2 separate regions of the Pan troglodytes genome follow, and region 2 is linked to region 1. A link is a contact called in public HiChIP or PLAC-seq data. All regions are on one chromosome and are shown on one strand. Each heading gives the region's core, a stretch centred on a gene start, on an enhancer-like site or on the middle of the called end of the contact. The rest is flanking DNA. Distances are from core to core; before and after follow the strand shown. Region 1 holds the start of REV3L (REV3 like, DNA directed polymerase zeta catalytic subunit). Region 2 holds the start of CCN6 (cellular communication network factor 6).

Region 1 (7,394 bases), core at 3,174-5,673:
CCTTATGTTGAAAAGCTTGATTTCATGGCTAACAGTATCTAGAACAATCTACCAAAATATTCACTAAGCTAGAGGAAGTGGCAGAGTTCCTTAGAGTAATCTTAAAGACAAGCAGCTCCCTCTATAGTCTGTCTGGCCTACTTTGTTTAATTACTTGCTTTGTGGACATCCCACACTCTTCTATTTACTCCTACTCTGCATCTCAGCAGGGAAGCTCTTTGAAAGGATAGTTCTGTTTAACCTGGTGCTGAGGAAACTGTGAGAGCTGTCTAAACTCAGCATGAAGTGAGTTACATCAAGCAACTAAGCAAAAGTCGAGATGTGGAAAATGGACAGCTTCCCAAGTCCACCTCAGTCAAATCCTTAAATGAAGCCTGATGATTTCATTTGTAGTGAATCCTCTGAGTGGTCACACCTATATTCAAATCTAAATGAAAAAACATTGTCCTATACTTTATTCACAACCTTTCTTCCCTCCATTAAAACAAGTTACCAAAATGTTGTTATAAAAGAAAAAATTAACAATTTATTCTACAAATGATACTGCTCAATTTGATTATGTCAAAATAATGTTCAAGACATTTTAAAAACTAGTTTAAAAAATGGAGAGGAAATTTGTTTTTGTTTTTTAAAAAATTCCATAACTCAGATGAAGAAACTTTAAGTGATTCCCTTAGGAATCAATATCCTCAGTTGGCAAGGGATTAAATCAGTCAGGATTTACCATTCAAATCTGAATATCCCCCCCCCCAACTTTTTTTTTTTTTTTTTAAAGACAGGATCTTGCTCTGTTGCCCAGGCTGGAGTGCAGTGGCGTGATCTTGGCTCACTGCAGCCTCAACCTTCTGGGCTGAAGCGATTCTCCTGTCTCAGCTTTCCAAATAGCTAGTACTACAGGTGCACACCACCATGCCCAGCCAATTTTGTTTGTTTGTTTGTTTTGTACAGACTATGTCGCCCAGGCTGGTCTCCAACTCCTGGGTTCAAGCGATCCTCCTGCCTCTGCCTTCCAAAGTGTTGGGATTACAGGCATGAGCCACAGCACCCAGCCCTGAATATCCCTCTTTTTAAAAATACCTTTTCAAATTTCACCAACTTAAGACATGGGAGCTTTTAAACCCAAAACACTTTATTTCTTAAATTACTCAAGATACGTCCTCAAAACACAGAACAATCAAAAGTCAACTGGACGGTTTTCTAAAGCAGAAAAATGCTTTTCATGCAATAATAGAAAAACTAAACTAGTAAAAGGGTATTAATCCAATCAGTTCAGAATTTGTAATATAATTTTGAAACAGCCACTTCATTTGAGAAAAAATATCTTTGGTTGCTATTTTTCAGGATCTCATTTGTAAGGCAAACTCAATTTTAAAACATTTTCTCTCCAAACCAAAGTAAAGCATTAAGGACCTCCCAAAGTAATTCTTATATATGAAAAAAGTATGTTTATGCTATTTTATGTAGCATAGGTTTATCATGTGTTACACATTTTTATTACCTTACTTTACTTGTTAGTAAAGATATAAACTATAAAGATATAATACAAACCATGTTTATATCTTTGCATTATGTTTACATCTTTACTTTCAAATAAATCTGTCTTCATTAAAAATTCTAGCATTCAGAGTTTTACTAAGTCAGACTGGCCTCTCTTTTATATTAATAATTTTCAAGTTTTATTTTATTGGACTAGTTTTCCTTGGGGAGATAATTCAAAAGCAGGTAATTCTGCAGTTTTTGATTATGTTTAATTAATATTAATCTCACTGGGAGTTTCTGACGTGCTAATAAAAATGCTGGCTTGGTTTATGAAAAGTGTAAACTCTAAATGTATGCCAATGACTTCAAATTTTTTCTTGTTGAAACAAACATTTTGTTGGAAACTGTGAACTACATGGCAAATTCAATTTGATAATCCTTAACAATTTAAAATTTGACTTTCTCTATATCAAGTTTTATGTCTTTCAATGTACATATAAAAGTGTTACTTTTTAATTCATTTAAAATATAAATTTCAAAGTATGTACCAAAAAAAAAAACCCCAATGGGGGTTTTTAGTCTTTGGTTTTTTCGTTTTTGTTTTTTTTTTTTAAGGCGCTGGTAATCTATTGTGGGATGTCCATGAAGGATGAAATAGGAAATAGTTAATGTGTCTTTTAAAAAATATTCAGGAAAACAACAGTATATAATATTCTTTATTTTTTAAGGAACATTTCCTCACGTAATAGAATTACATTAGCTTACAGTGAAACTCATTTATTTCCACAAACGAAACTTTCCTATACAACAAAGCTCGACTATCTCTCAGGGAAACATATTTAATGGCTTGTGTGGAGGAGAAAAAATTATGTGTGGAAAAGTAACTCAAACCATACAAGCTGTAATACACAGAAATGCCACAGTATATCTTATTAGCATGTCACTTTATGATTCGGAAATTTGGCTGAACAGGGCCATATCAACTTCACTATTTTATCCTTCCTCTGCATCTGAAGTGAGAACAGTGCATTACACTGAAATTCCAATTGGAAACAAAGACAGCACCACTATATTTAAAAGGGCAGAAAACCTATCTTATAGAACACTTCATCGCCTCGATTTCCCAGCCTCCAAAGTTTCAAGTGTTACACTTTCAACACGTTAAAAGCACTCAAATATCCCCATCTTTCAAGGTTCATATCAAGATCATATTCACTAGTTTAAATAGGAATATGCTACCAAATCTCACGACATTGACATTTTAACAAAGAGAATTCACATTAAAAGATAACTGGTTTAAAATGAGTGCTTGTGTTTGGGAAAGCGCTATTATCTTGGTAGTCCACAGAAAATGACTGTAGTAATAAGATGAATGGTGATGAGGGCAAGGAGCATCAAGTGGGAAATGCTATCTAAAATCCCATAGGGCAATTCATAGCTAGAGGGAAGAACAACCTTTCCTAAGATGCATTATTTCCTAGAACTCCATTATTTCATAGAAGCAGTTCAAAGCATGCAAAAAAGCAAAACCATTTTAAAACACCTAGTAAATTGGGCCTCTATCTTTTTTATATTATCATAAGCCCCAAGAGTTTTTGAGAACGTACCTTCTGTCACGGCTGTCTCCCCTTCCCACCCCTTCTTCAACATAGGTGTGTTTAAAAAATATATACCTGTACTTAAAACGCAATCCTACAGCCCAGCCTAGGAGCATTTCAAAATGTCTGTGCTGCTGAGTCTGGCTGTGGTTCCTAATAAATTCACCCCATTAAGTGTGATGTTTTAGATTGGGCAACATAAACACGCATTTCCTACTTCCATGGATGCACATTTCCTGAAAGCACTGCACCTAAGGATGCTGCCCTGTCCCCAGACGCTCAGGCACTAAACTCTAAGGAGTCACGACCTGCACTCACAGCAGAGCCACACGGTCACCCCAGTGAGAAAGATTATCTGGCCCCAAGCGCCACTCTCTCCGGCCCACTGCATCTCCGGAACTGGCAGAGGAGAGCGAGGGTGAGAAGAGACCATGGGGAGCGACTGACAACAAGGCTGACACTTCCCCGTTTCCAGAAAGCGGCACTTGGGGGACACAAGGGATGTCCCACTAGCGACCGACCTCAGAGCAGGCCCTACGAACCCGTCCACCGATGGACATGGCGCGGCCACCTGGCCCGCCGTCCGGGGCGCCCGCGGCTTTCGCTCTCCCGGCCCGCGCCCTGGAGTGCGGCTCCCGCTCCCGGCCGCCACACGCAGTGTAAACACGCGGCGCTCGCCACCTCCCTGCCCGGGGGTGGGGGCGCCGCGCAGCGCTCGCGCGGACCCACATTTTTGCGCCTCTTGTCACGCACGAGAGAAAAGGCGAGGAGGGCGGAGGGGAGGGAAGACGCGGCAGCGATCCACGGAGACGGCCGGCGCCGGCGGCGTGCGCGCGTGTGCGCGGCGGGGAGGGCGGCCCCGGCGCCCCGCCGACTCCCGCTCCCGCCCCGCGCCCGGCGCCCGCTTACCTGCCGGGGTCGCTCCGAAGACTCGCACCACCGGCACCTTCTTGACAGGGGCCTGGGTGAGGGGGGATTGGCAGGTATCCAGCCCCTGCAGCGGGCTGGCCATGTAGTAGTCTGCAGTCACTATCCTTACTGAAAACATGTTCGCCGCCGCCGCCACTGCCTCCCTTCACTGGCGACCCGGCAGCGGCAGCAGCAGCGGCGGCGGCTCCCTCCGCAGCGGCGGCGGCGCCCCCTCCCCTTCTCGGCACGGCCCCCTCCCCTCACACAGAGGCACCTCGAGGAGCGGCGGGCGGGGCGGTATAGGCGCTGCTGCCGCCGCCTCCTCAGGAGCACCCGGCAAGGGGCCGCAGGAGAGAAGCCCTCGAGCTTTCGTCGGTGCTGGTGCTGCCGCCACTGCCGCCACCGCCGGGAATCACACGGGCTCCTCGGTCCCAGGCTGCAGCTCTTGTTGCCATGATGATGATGTCACGGACGCAACCACTGGAGGGAGGGGAGAGGGGGGGTGTGTGTGGCGAAGGGAGGCTGCGAGTAGTGCGGGGGAGGGGGCTCGGCGGGAAAAGGAGCGAGAGGGCGGGCGCCCAGGCGGGACACGGAGGGCGGGGGCCGAGAAGGGGCTTTCTCCCCCTCCCCGGGCACGCGGCGAGGGAGGCGGCCGGCGGCCGGCAGGACCCGCGCGGGATCGATGACTCGGCTGGCGGGCACGGTCACCTGGGTGAGGGGCAGCGGAAGGGGCGGCGGAGCACCGATCTCATGGATGGGCTCCGAGGGGGTTGCGGGAGGGGGGCGCCAGTGTTCGGGGCCGTTTTGGCGGCTATGCAGGATTGGCAGGAGCTGCGATGCTCACACTTGCCTCGCCGACCGCCATTTCACATCCAGCAGAGGAGGCGGGGGCAGCCGCTGAGACGGTTTTTCACAAGGTAAGAAAATCCGCCCGCGTGAGGAGGGAGGCGAGGCGCAGATCTCGTGCCGCTGCGGCCTCGCGGGAGGGAAGAGCGGGCGGGCGGCGGAACGGGCGGGGCCGGGTGCGGACGCAGCCGGCCCTTCTCAGGTAACGCCGCGGCTCCGCGCGTGGCCCGGGGGCGGTGCGAAGGGTGGGGGCGCGCGGGCGCGGGCGCGGGCTTCGGCCTATAAAAGGGCCGCCCTGGCGTTCCCCCTTCCCGAACGTGCCGCGCGAGCCGCGGTGCCCCCCTCCTCTTTGCTGCCGCAGTGTCTGCGCCGGGCCATTTAATGAGATTTATTCACGCACGGCTCTTCTCAGCTTTGCGAGGGGTTGGCAGATCCAGTGCACAGGGATTTCCCACTACCGTGTTTTTCTCCCGCCCCCTTCCTTCCCTCTCGTCCTAATACATCCTTCGTTGGTTTCCTCGGCCCCGCAGGCTGCGTCCCGGGCACGCGCAAGTACATGTAAGGACTTGTTAGCTGCCGGTGACCTCCCTCCTCCCTCGTCGCTCCTCCCCCAGCGGAATGTAGGATTAACAGTCTTTCCGAGAAAATTTTGGCCAAAGAAAAAGGCCTGTGAAAGTCACCGCGTTAGACGTGGCCTCCTCGTGTTTTTCACTAACACGTTATGGAAGGTTTTACTACCCGAAGGCATAAAAGCACCACCGTGGGGAAGGGCCGTTTTGAATAAACAACTTTATTCAAAAATCGGGAGGGGGTGAAGCGATGCGGTTAGGGAATTTTTGTTTTAAAGAGTAGTAACATGCAGCTGGCTTGGCTATTAAATTGGAAACAAGGGGTTCCTCTCTGACTTGGCCACTGATATTGGGCGTGACCTTGGACAAATAATTTTGTTTCTTTGGGCTCAGTTTCTACATATGTAAAACGGGAAGGTTTCTCTTAAAAACTAATCCTGAAGGGTTTCTTCTCAACAAAAAGATGCAAACTGTAGGAGGCAGAAAGCGTGGGTTCAAGTTCGAAATTTGCCCCTGAATTAGGACCCTTGACACATTTCTAACCCATCCAAGTAGAGATCGTTCTTTTACATTTGTGTGTTATACAGGTGCATTTTAATGGTTACCAGGTTGCCACGTATTTGAAGTGGTGTGAGAGCTACTCGTTTGGAACCGTTGTGGATTTTCAAATAGGAAAATCAAAAGGCCCAAAGAGACAGCTCACTGGTAAGAAGCTGTCTATAAATTCCCTAACATATAAATGCTATAATAAGAACTTACGCTCCGAGGGATTTGAGACTGATTACTACAGTAAATTAGCTTGTAGTTTTTAACCTCAGAGCATGATTATAAACATACGTGGCAAGATTTCTACTAATATGCTGGAAATTAGCTAATATTTTTAAGAGGCAAAATCTCTTGATTTGAAATTTTAGAAGGCTATAGAAGTGATTTTAAAATATGACTACCATGCTAAAATGTATTTTTTATAAAATAAATATTTTGTACACGCCGAATGTCAGATACACAATATCAGTGATTCTCAGTGTTCCATGACACCTAGAATTCTTTAAGTGTTGATATTTTGGCTCTTACTGAATTATATTTTGGGGGATGGGGCCTGGGAATCTGTATTGTTAGCAACACTACTTGCCACCCCGTGATTCTTAAGCAAAATAAAATTGAGAATCCTTGTACTATATTATAATCAGTGTATCCATAACTTTTAAATTATAATATTCCTAACTAGAAAATGGTAAAAGCATCAAATTAACAGATTTGCGATTTCTAGAAGGGGGTTTCTTTACCCTTACCTCTTGAATCAACATTATTTACTTTAAGAAAAGGCAGTTGCAACCACAAGTCAAATCCTTCTAGAACTCCAAGAATGTTCACTCTTGAAGAAAAACATTTGCAGCATGAAATTAGGAATGTTGTGTTCATTGCATGTAATTTAGTTTTAAGTTGATGCTCAAATTGAAAACCTGACAATAGCCCCCTAATTAACCACTATCAAATGTGTTTTATATGTATATTCTTCCTGAAGTAAGAAAAAGTTCTGGAATTTTGAGTCAGAGAATGTGAATATTAAACCATCATTTAGCTAAGTGCTCACTTATTTTTTGGAATTTATTTCCTCATCTGTGAAATGGATAGTAATTCCTGTTTTAACTTCTCAGGGATGTTATAAGGCTCAAATGAGATAATGTATGTGAAAATATAGTAAAATGTTCATATCCAGAAGTCTGATTCATTGAGAAACAGTAAAATCACTTGGAATTGTCTTATCTACATACAGTATGAGAAATGCAAAAATTGAACTCTATACTTAATATCCTTAATGCTTTTTTTTTTTTTTTTTTTTTTTTGAGACAGAGTCTCACTCTGTCACCCAGGCTGGAGTCCAGTGGCACAATCTTGGCTCACTGCAACCTCCACCTCCCAGGTTCAAGTAATTCTGCCTCAGCCTCCCGAGGAGCTGGGACTACAGGCATGTGCCACCACGCCTGGATAA
Region 2 (7,394 bases), core at 1,285-3,784, 570 kb after region 1:
AACATTTTTGGGGGGTGGAAGGGATATTTATTACTGATACTAAAAATTTAATGCCTTTGCTTAATTAGAGGTGGGACTGAAGGAATGCATGAACCGAAAATGCTGGCTAACAAAACAAAGTGTTTATACATGGAAATGCTTCAAGAGCCCCAAAACAGAGCTCCCATATTCTCCATGGTGGGAAAGTTTCCATCCTTCCTCTTTTTGTAACTGTCCAGAAAAGACAGAATGTTTTTGATCAAAGTGGCTTTGAATCTTTAGCATTACTTTGTCCCATTAGAACAGAACTTTTTCCCATGCAGTGCCAATCCACACATTTAGTTTCTGCAGCTCCTTAGTTTTATTGGGAATGGGGGTGGGGATGGTGGCACCATCTTGTTTGAAAGGGTTTACAGCTGATACTACCGTTTACAGTAAATTCCTAGAGTGGGAGGAGGAAGTGGCACATTTTTGGAGCAGCTAGGTGGCTGGAAGAGATTCTCCTCCCCCAAGACTGGTCAGAGGTCCTGTGAGAATGGGAGCTGCTCACCTCTCCTTGGCAGTGTGCTGGGCTGGGGAGGTGCCAAGATATCCCTAGCAGCGACTCCAGCCAGGGAGATTGGTCCCTAGATGCAGCATCTTCCAGTGCACCAATGTTCTCATGACCCAAGGCTGGTACTGAAATAGCAGGATTGTCAAACCTGAAGGAACCATTGCCTGTGGGCTGCAGGGACCTGGAACCCTGACCCAAACCAGGATGGAGGAGGTGCCCAATAATGATTATGACTCAGCTGTCCAACAGCTCAATAAAAGGGGGACTTGGAGTTACATGCGACTTGATTTAAGGGATTCTAAAAATATATGATATTTATTGTGAACCTGAGTTTAAGAACTGATATTCTTGCTTACTGAAGTTGGACATACTAACTTTGGACATAAAACCTGAGGGGCAGGTAAGGGCAGTGTCTGTGTGCCTGGCATGCACAGGACACAGATGGCATTCTGAAAGCCATCATCCAGGACTGAAGAGTTGCTTGCCACACTCTGAAACTGTGACACGAGGTTCACTTTGGAGAGTCTTTTGTGGATGAGCCTCATCAATTAACAGTCCTAGTGTGTGTAAGCGTGAGCTCAGTTTCGTTCTGTCAAGTCTTAAGACAGCATTTGATTTAGCAGTTGATTCAATTACATTACATGTGGATTTGGAAAAGTGGTGTGTGTGTGTGTGTGTGTATTTCTTTTAAACAATGATGTAACCTTTCTGAATTCAGGTGGAAACTGTCTTGATTGACCTCCGCGTACCAGGACAGATTAATTAACTCTCAGTTTCTTTCGTGAAACATACGAACACACCCTGAGCTCACTGAGAGCTCACAGCTGGTAGGACAGGGGGCTCCTCTTTAGTAGGCCCAGTGTGTTGTTTGCCTCTTTCCTAATCTGTTCATTCCACTTAATTGTATCCCGATAACGACACAATTTGAGCAAATATTAATTTGAGCAAATATTACTAAAACTGATGATACCCAGATACATGAAGAAAGATATTTCCAATGGAAAGAAAAAGCAAAATGCTTGGGAAAGATTCAACAGGAAAAGCTGCTTTAAATGTGTTGTTGAATTATATTTGATGGTTATGAGTACAGAATCTAAGATTCTTTAGTCAAGATGCTTTACACTGTCTCTAAATTCTCATTTCACAAAGGAAACTCAAATGACACAACATGGAGGATGCATTATATGTGTGGCTCATAAAGAGAGGGAACAATACAGCACTCTAATCAGCACATCTATATTCAAAGAAAGGCATTGGCTAAATAAAAACACTGGTGAGTAAATAGACAACTCAGTTCCCTGCTAAAATAAAATGTTTGTATAGGGAGGACTCCTGCGAGAGCCCCTTTCACTGCCCGTTGAGCGCCCTCTGCTGGCCCGGAGGGAAGGGTGCCACGGAGGGGACGGCGTGAAGGCCCCACCCACGGTTTAGTTTCAGATCAGCGCTTTTCAGTTCCAAGATACAGATTTCCGGTTCCAATGAATGCCGGTTGAAAATACGGCCGTGGTTTTAAATATCATGAAACTATTTTACGTCCGTAGTACTTTCATCTATTTTTATAAGAATGTTTTGTAACTGAGAAACCTAAAGAGATGATGAATTTCCCCCACCGCCCCCGGCTATTTTGCCTTTCAGTGACGCGGTAATATTTTACGATAGGTGCCGATTCAAATCAGTGGCTTTCAGAAAGTACAGCTGCTATTCTTTGGTGCCGCTATTCAGAATGACAATGTGAAATAAAAATGATTCTGACTATGGGAAGGTCTGATCTTCCTATGAATGAAAACAATCATGTGGGCCCCAGAGAGCTCTCTCTTTCCAGCTATCGAGGGACTTTTTGCAGAGAGAGAAAAGGATCCTAAAGCCATGTTCCCGATCCTGCAGACTTGGCGAGATGGCGGCGGGCTCCTCCCACCTCTGCGGCAGCGTCACAATCAATAATGCAGGGCACTGCGGCAGAGGAAGCGCCTGCTTTTATATAGGGGCGCCCGGACCCCAGAGCAGGGCTAGTCCCTTAACCCATTCCGCCATCTAGCGTCCGTAGGGGCTCATGGCATGTTGGAGCCGGACAGTCTGGAAACTGCAATCTAGATTTTGCAGAAGGGTGACATTTAGCCTTCTGCAAAACCTAGATCTCACTTAATGTAGATCTCACTGAAGAAGGCAAATAAAAAGTGAGTGGAATGTTTATTCATTTGCCTGTAAGATTAGTAACTTTAAGGCTAAAAACTCTAAAGTAAATATTTACCAAGCCCCTGCTGTAGGTCAGTCATGTTGTGGGTACCAAGGCTATGAAGATGTCTCAGTCTCTATTTTCAGTGACCCAGTCTAGTAGGGACAAGCCATATGAACATATGCCCAGTTAAATTTGAATTTCAGGTTAACAAGGAATTTGTGTGTGTGTGTGTCCCATATATGCTAAAGCAGTTAACAGGGCATCTATTATTATCATTATTTTTATAAGCAAAATCTTGCAACCGTGCATATAAACAGATGATTGCAGTATGGGCTTTACAAGGGCAGGGTGGCACGCTAATTGCTTGAGGAGCTTTGCTGTGGGTGCTGGTTAGGAAGCGTTCTCAGGGGAGAAGTCGTTTGTGCAAACCGCTTATCAGATAAAGCAGTGGGCAGGGTTGTCCTGGTAGAATCGCATAAGCAAAAGCAAGAGGCTGGGGGACTCACAGTACAGCAGGTCTGTGCTACCCGAGCTGGCAGGTGAGGCAAGGATAGTGCAGGGGTGAGGTTGCTTCGTCGTGGAAGGCCTTCTACTGTGCTTCCCAGGAGCTGCGTTCTATTCCAGGGGGAGTGAAAAAGGGTTTTGAGCGGGAGAGTGACATGATCTAATTTGTGTTTAAGAAAAAGAGATCAAATGGCAATGTTGAGGCTGGACTGGGGGAAGTAGGAAGCTTGGAGGCAGGGAGGCCTGAAGGAAATTGTCTAAGGTGAGTGAGCTCAGAAAAGTAGCAGAGCTTGAATGTGAATGAGGGTCTTTTGACTCCAAGTCCAGGATGCCTGTCACTGTCCCCATCTAATTGAATTATGATTCACATGTGCAAGCATTTTACAAATCAGGAATGACACACCACATTATGCATACTTTTCCTTCTCTGAAAGATTAGCTTCACCCACATTTGGAAATACTGGAAATTTTTCTGTCCTCCTCTTCTCTTGCTTCTCCTTTGCATGTGGTCGGCCTCGGTGTCTGCCTCTGATTAACTCAGCCCTGTTTCCCACACAGAGCTCCCCCTGCAAACCAGACTAACAAGGCCAAGTGACAAAATGAATTATAAACCTCTGAGATATTTGGCCTTGTTTTCCTTGGGCCACAGCCTGACTTTTTTAAAGGCCCTTGGAATGAGGACACCTGCTTATTTTCAAGGAGACTCTGACCCAAGCCCCACGCAGATGGCTGGGCAGAGCATTTTGTGGTGGTCAGAGGTTGCTCATTTTTGGACCTGGTTTATTAAAAGTTGGACAGGGGACCAAGCAGAGCCTGGCACCTCTTTGTCCCTCCATCCATGGTGGGGGGCACTGGCAGCACCTTAGCACGCACAGAACAGCCCCTCAGAGAATGCACAGGTGTTGATTAACAAGGCTTGTATACACGTTAGTGGAGGAAGAAGAGAAAACAAACCTACTCTCTCATGCACATGTGACTAGAGTCACGTTGGGATCTTGAGGCTAGTGCTTTGTAAAAAAAAAATGGGATGCTTTTAACAGAAAGACATATAGAAAAAAAGGTAAGTGAGATGTGCAATACAGTCACATGTCACACAATGATGTTTTAGTAAATGACAGTCCTCATATACAAAAGTGGTCTCATAAGGTTATAGTGTAGCTGAAAAACTCCAATCACCTAGTGCCATCATAGCCATTCCAACATCACAGTGCAATGCATTATATGTTTGTGGTGATGCTGGTATAAACAAACCAACTGCACTGCCAGTCATGTAAAAGTATAGCACATACAATTATGTACAGTACATAATACTTGAGAATGATAATAAATACTACATTACTGGTTTATATATTTACTATACTATATTTTTATCATTATTTTTGAGTGTAATCCTTCTACTTATTAAAAAAAGTTAGCTATAACACAGGACAGGCAGATCCTTCAGAAGGCATTGTTATCATAGGAGATGACAGCTCCATGCATGTTTTTGCCCCTGAAGACCTTCCAGTGGGACAGGATGTTGAGGTGAAAGACAGTGATATTATGATCCTGACCCTGTGTAGGCCTAGGCTAATGTGGATGTTTGTGTCTTAGTTTTTACTAAGAAAAGTTTTAAAAGTAAGAAAAAACATTAGAAAAAAAGCATACAGAATAAGGATACAAATAAATTATTTGTGTATAGCAGTACAATGTGTTTTAAGCTGTGTTATAAAAGAGTCAAAAAGTTGGCCAGGCACGGTGGCTCATGCCTGTAATCCCAGCACTTTGGGAGGCCAAGGTGGGTGGATATTTGAAGTCAGGAGTTTGATACCAGCCTGGCCAACATGGTGAAACCTCGTCTCTACTAAAAATACAGAAATTAGCCAGGTGTGGTGGCAGGTGCCTGTAGTCCCAGCTACTTGGGAGGCTGAGGCAGGAGAATAGCTTGAACCCAGGAGGTGGAGGTTGAAGTGATCTAAGATTGTGCCACTGCACTCCAGCCTGGGGGACAGAGTGAGACTGTCTCAAAAAAAAAAAAAAAAATCAAAAAGTTAAAAAAATGATAAAAAGTCTATAAAGTAAAAAAGGTACAGTAAGCTAAGGTTAATTTATTATCAAAGAAAAAATAGGCTACACTAAATCTATTTGTTCATCAAGTCTACAGTAGTGCACAGTAATAATGTCCTAGGCCTTCCCATTCACTCACCACTCATTCACCCAGAGCGACTTCCTGTCCTGCAAGCTCCATTCACGGCAAATGTCTTATATAGGTGGATCATTTTTAATCTTTTATATGATCTCTTTACTGTACCTCTTCTATGTTTAGATATGTTTAGATACACAAATACTTATTGTGCTACAATTGCTGACAATATTTAGTACAGTAACATGCGGTACAGGTTTGTAGCCTAGGAGCTGCAGGCTCTACCATACAGCCTAGGTATGTAGCAGGCTATATCATGTAGGTTTGTGTAAGTTCACCCTATAATGTTTGAACAACGACAAAATTATGTAACAATGCACATCTTAGAAAATATCCCTATCTTGGACAGAATTACTACCCAGCCAACAAAGGAAGGAGACACGCTCTCCCTCTCCCCTTCTCCCCCTCTCCCCCCCTCCCTCTCCCTCTCCCCATGGTCTCCCTCTCCCTCTCTTTCCACGGTCTCCCTCTGATGCCGAGCCGAAGCTGTACTGTACTGCTGCCATCTCGGCTCACTGCAACCTCCCTGCCTGATTCTCCTGCCTCAGCCTGCCTAGTGCCTGCGATTGCAGGCACGCGCCGCCACGCCTGACTGGTTTTCATATTTTTTTGGTGGAGACGGGGTTTCGCTGTGTTGGCCGGGCTGGTCTCCAGCTCCTAACCGCAAGTGATCCGCCAGCCTCGGCCTCCCGAGGTGCCGGGATTGCAGACGGAGTCTCGTTCACTCATTGCTCAATGGTGCCCAGGCTGGAGTGCAGTGGCATGATCTGGGCTCGCTACAACCTCCACCTCCCAGCCACCTGCCTTGGCCTCTCAAAGTGCCGAGATTGCAGCCTCTGCCCGGCCGCCACCCCGTCTGGGAAGTGAGGAGCGTCTCTGCCTGGCCGCCCATCGTCTGGGATGTGAGGAGCCCCTCTGCCTGGCTGCCCAGTCTGGAAAGTGAGGAGCGTCTCTGCCCGGCCACCATCCCATCTAGGAAGTGAGGAGCGTCTCTGCCCGGCCGCCCATCGTCTGAGATGTGGGGAGCGCCTCTGCCCCACCGCCCCTTCTGGGAGGTGAGGAGCGTCTCTGCCCGGCCGCCCCATCTGAGAAGTGAGGAGCCCCTCCGCCCGGCAGCCGCCCCGTCTGGGAAGTGAGGAGCGTCTCCGCCCGGCAGCCACCCCGTCAGGGAGGGAGGTGGGGGGGTCAGCCCCCCGCCCGGCCAGCCTCCCCATCCGGGAGGTGAGGGGCGCCTCTGCCCGACCGCCCCTACTGGGAAGTGAGGAGCCCCTCTGCCCGGCCACCACCCCGTCTGGGAGGTGTACCCAACAGCTCATTGAGAACGGGCCATGATGACAATGGCGGTTTTGTGGAATAGAAAAGGGGGAAAGGTGGGGAAAAGATTGAGAAATCGGATGGTTGCTGTGTCTGTGTAGAAAGAAGTAGGCATGGGAGACTTTTCATTTTGTTCTGTACTAAGAAAAATTCTTCTGCCTTGGGATCCTGTTGATCTATGACCTTACCCCCAACCCTGTGCTCTCTGAAACATGTGCTGTGTCCACTCAGGGTTAAATGGATTAAGGGCGGTGCAAGATGTGCTTTGTTAAACAGATGCTTGAAGGCAGCATGCTCGTTAAGAGTCATCACCACTCCCTAATCTCAAGTACCCAGGGACACAAACACTGAGGAAGGCCGCAGGGTCCTCTGCCTAGGAAAACCAGAGACCTTTATTCACTTGTTTATCTGCTGACCTTCCTTCCACTATTGTCCTATGACCCTGCCAAATTCCCCTCTGTGAGAAACACCCAAGAATGATCAATAAAAAAAAAAAAAAAGAAAAAAGAAAAGAAAATATCCCTATCTTTAAGGGACATATGACTGTAATGGTAATAGTTTGCAAATGGCAGGAAAGAACGCAATGGATAAATGTATGCAAAATTATAGACATGCTTAGCTTTGGTAGTATGCAGTATGTAGTATAAGGTGATTTAAAAGGACTCTATTTTGAATCACCAAGTTTC

What was found. HiChIP or PLAC-seq counts read pairs in DNA pulled down with a chosen protein or histone mark.
Region 2: an H3K4me3 HiChIP or PLAC-seq map of stem cell-derived excitatory neurons shows a contact between it and region 1, with 19 times the contacts expected there. The contact joins the promoter of CCN6 here to the promoter of REV3L in region 1. A contact is called at or near these places in 1 of 7 Hi-C or Micro-C datasets (stem cell-derived neural progenitor cells) and 1 of 1 datasets of contacts at active chromatin or transcription factors (stem cell-derived excitatory neurons).

Annotation. Positions count from the first base shown.
Region 1 is chr5:123,407,430-123,414,823 of NHGRI_mPanTro3-v2.0_pri, forward strand. REV3L (REV3 like, DNA directed polymerase zeta catalytic subunit) reads right to left here and starts at 4,424. Exons shown (of 32, transcript XM_003950901.6): 1 at 3,987-4,424. The coding sequence starts at 4,125. LOC741253 reads left to right here and starts at 4,124. Exons shown (of 4, transcript XM_063813277.1): 1 at 4,124-4,213; 2 at 4,290-4,903. The coding sequence starts at 4,124. LOC134807019 (a long non-coding RNA gene) reads left to right here and starts at 4,958. Exons shown (of 3, transcript XR_010157768.1): 1 at 4,958-5,034; 2 at 5,989-6,106.
Region 2 is chr5:123,975,612-123,983,005 of NHGRI_mPanTro3-v2.0_pri, forward strand. It overlaps CCN6 (cellular communication network factor 6), which reads left to right and starts at 2,535. Exons shown (of 8, transcript XR_010157772.1): 1 at 2,535-2,706.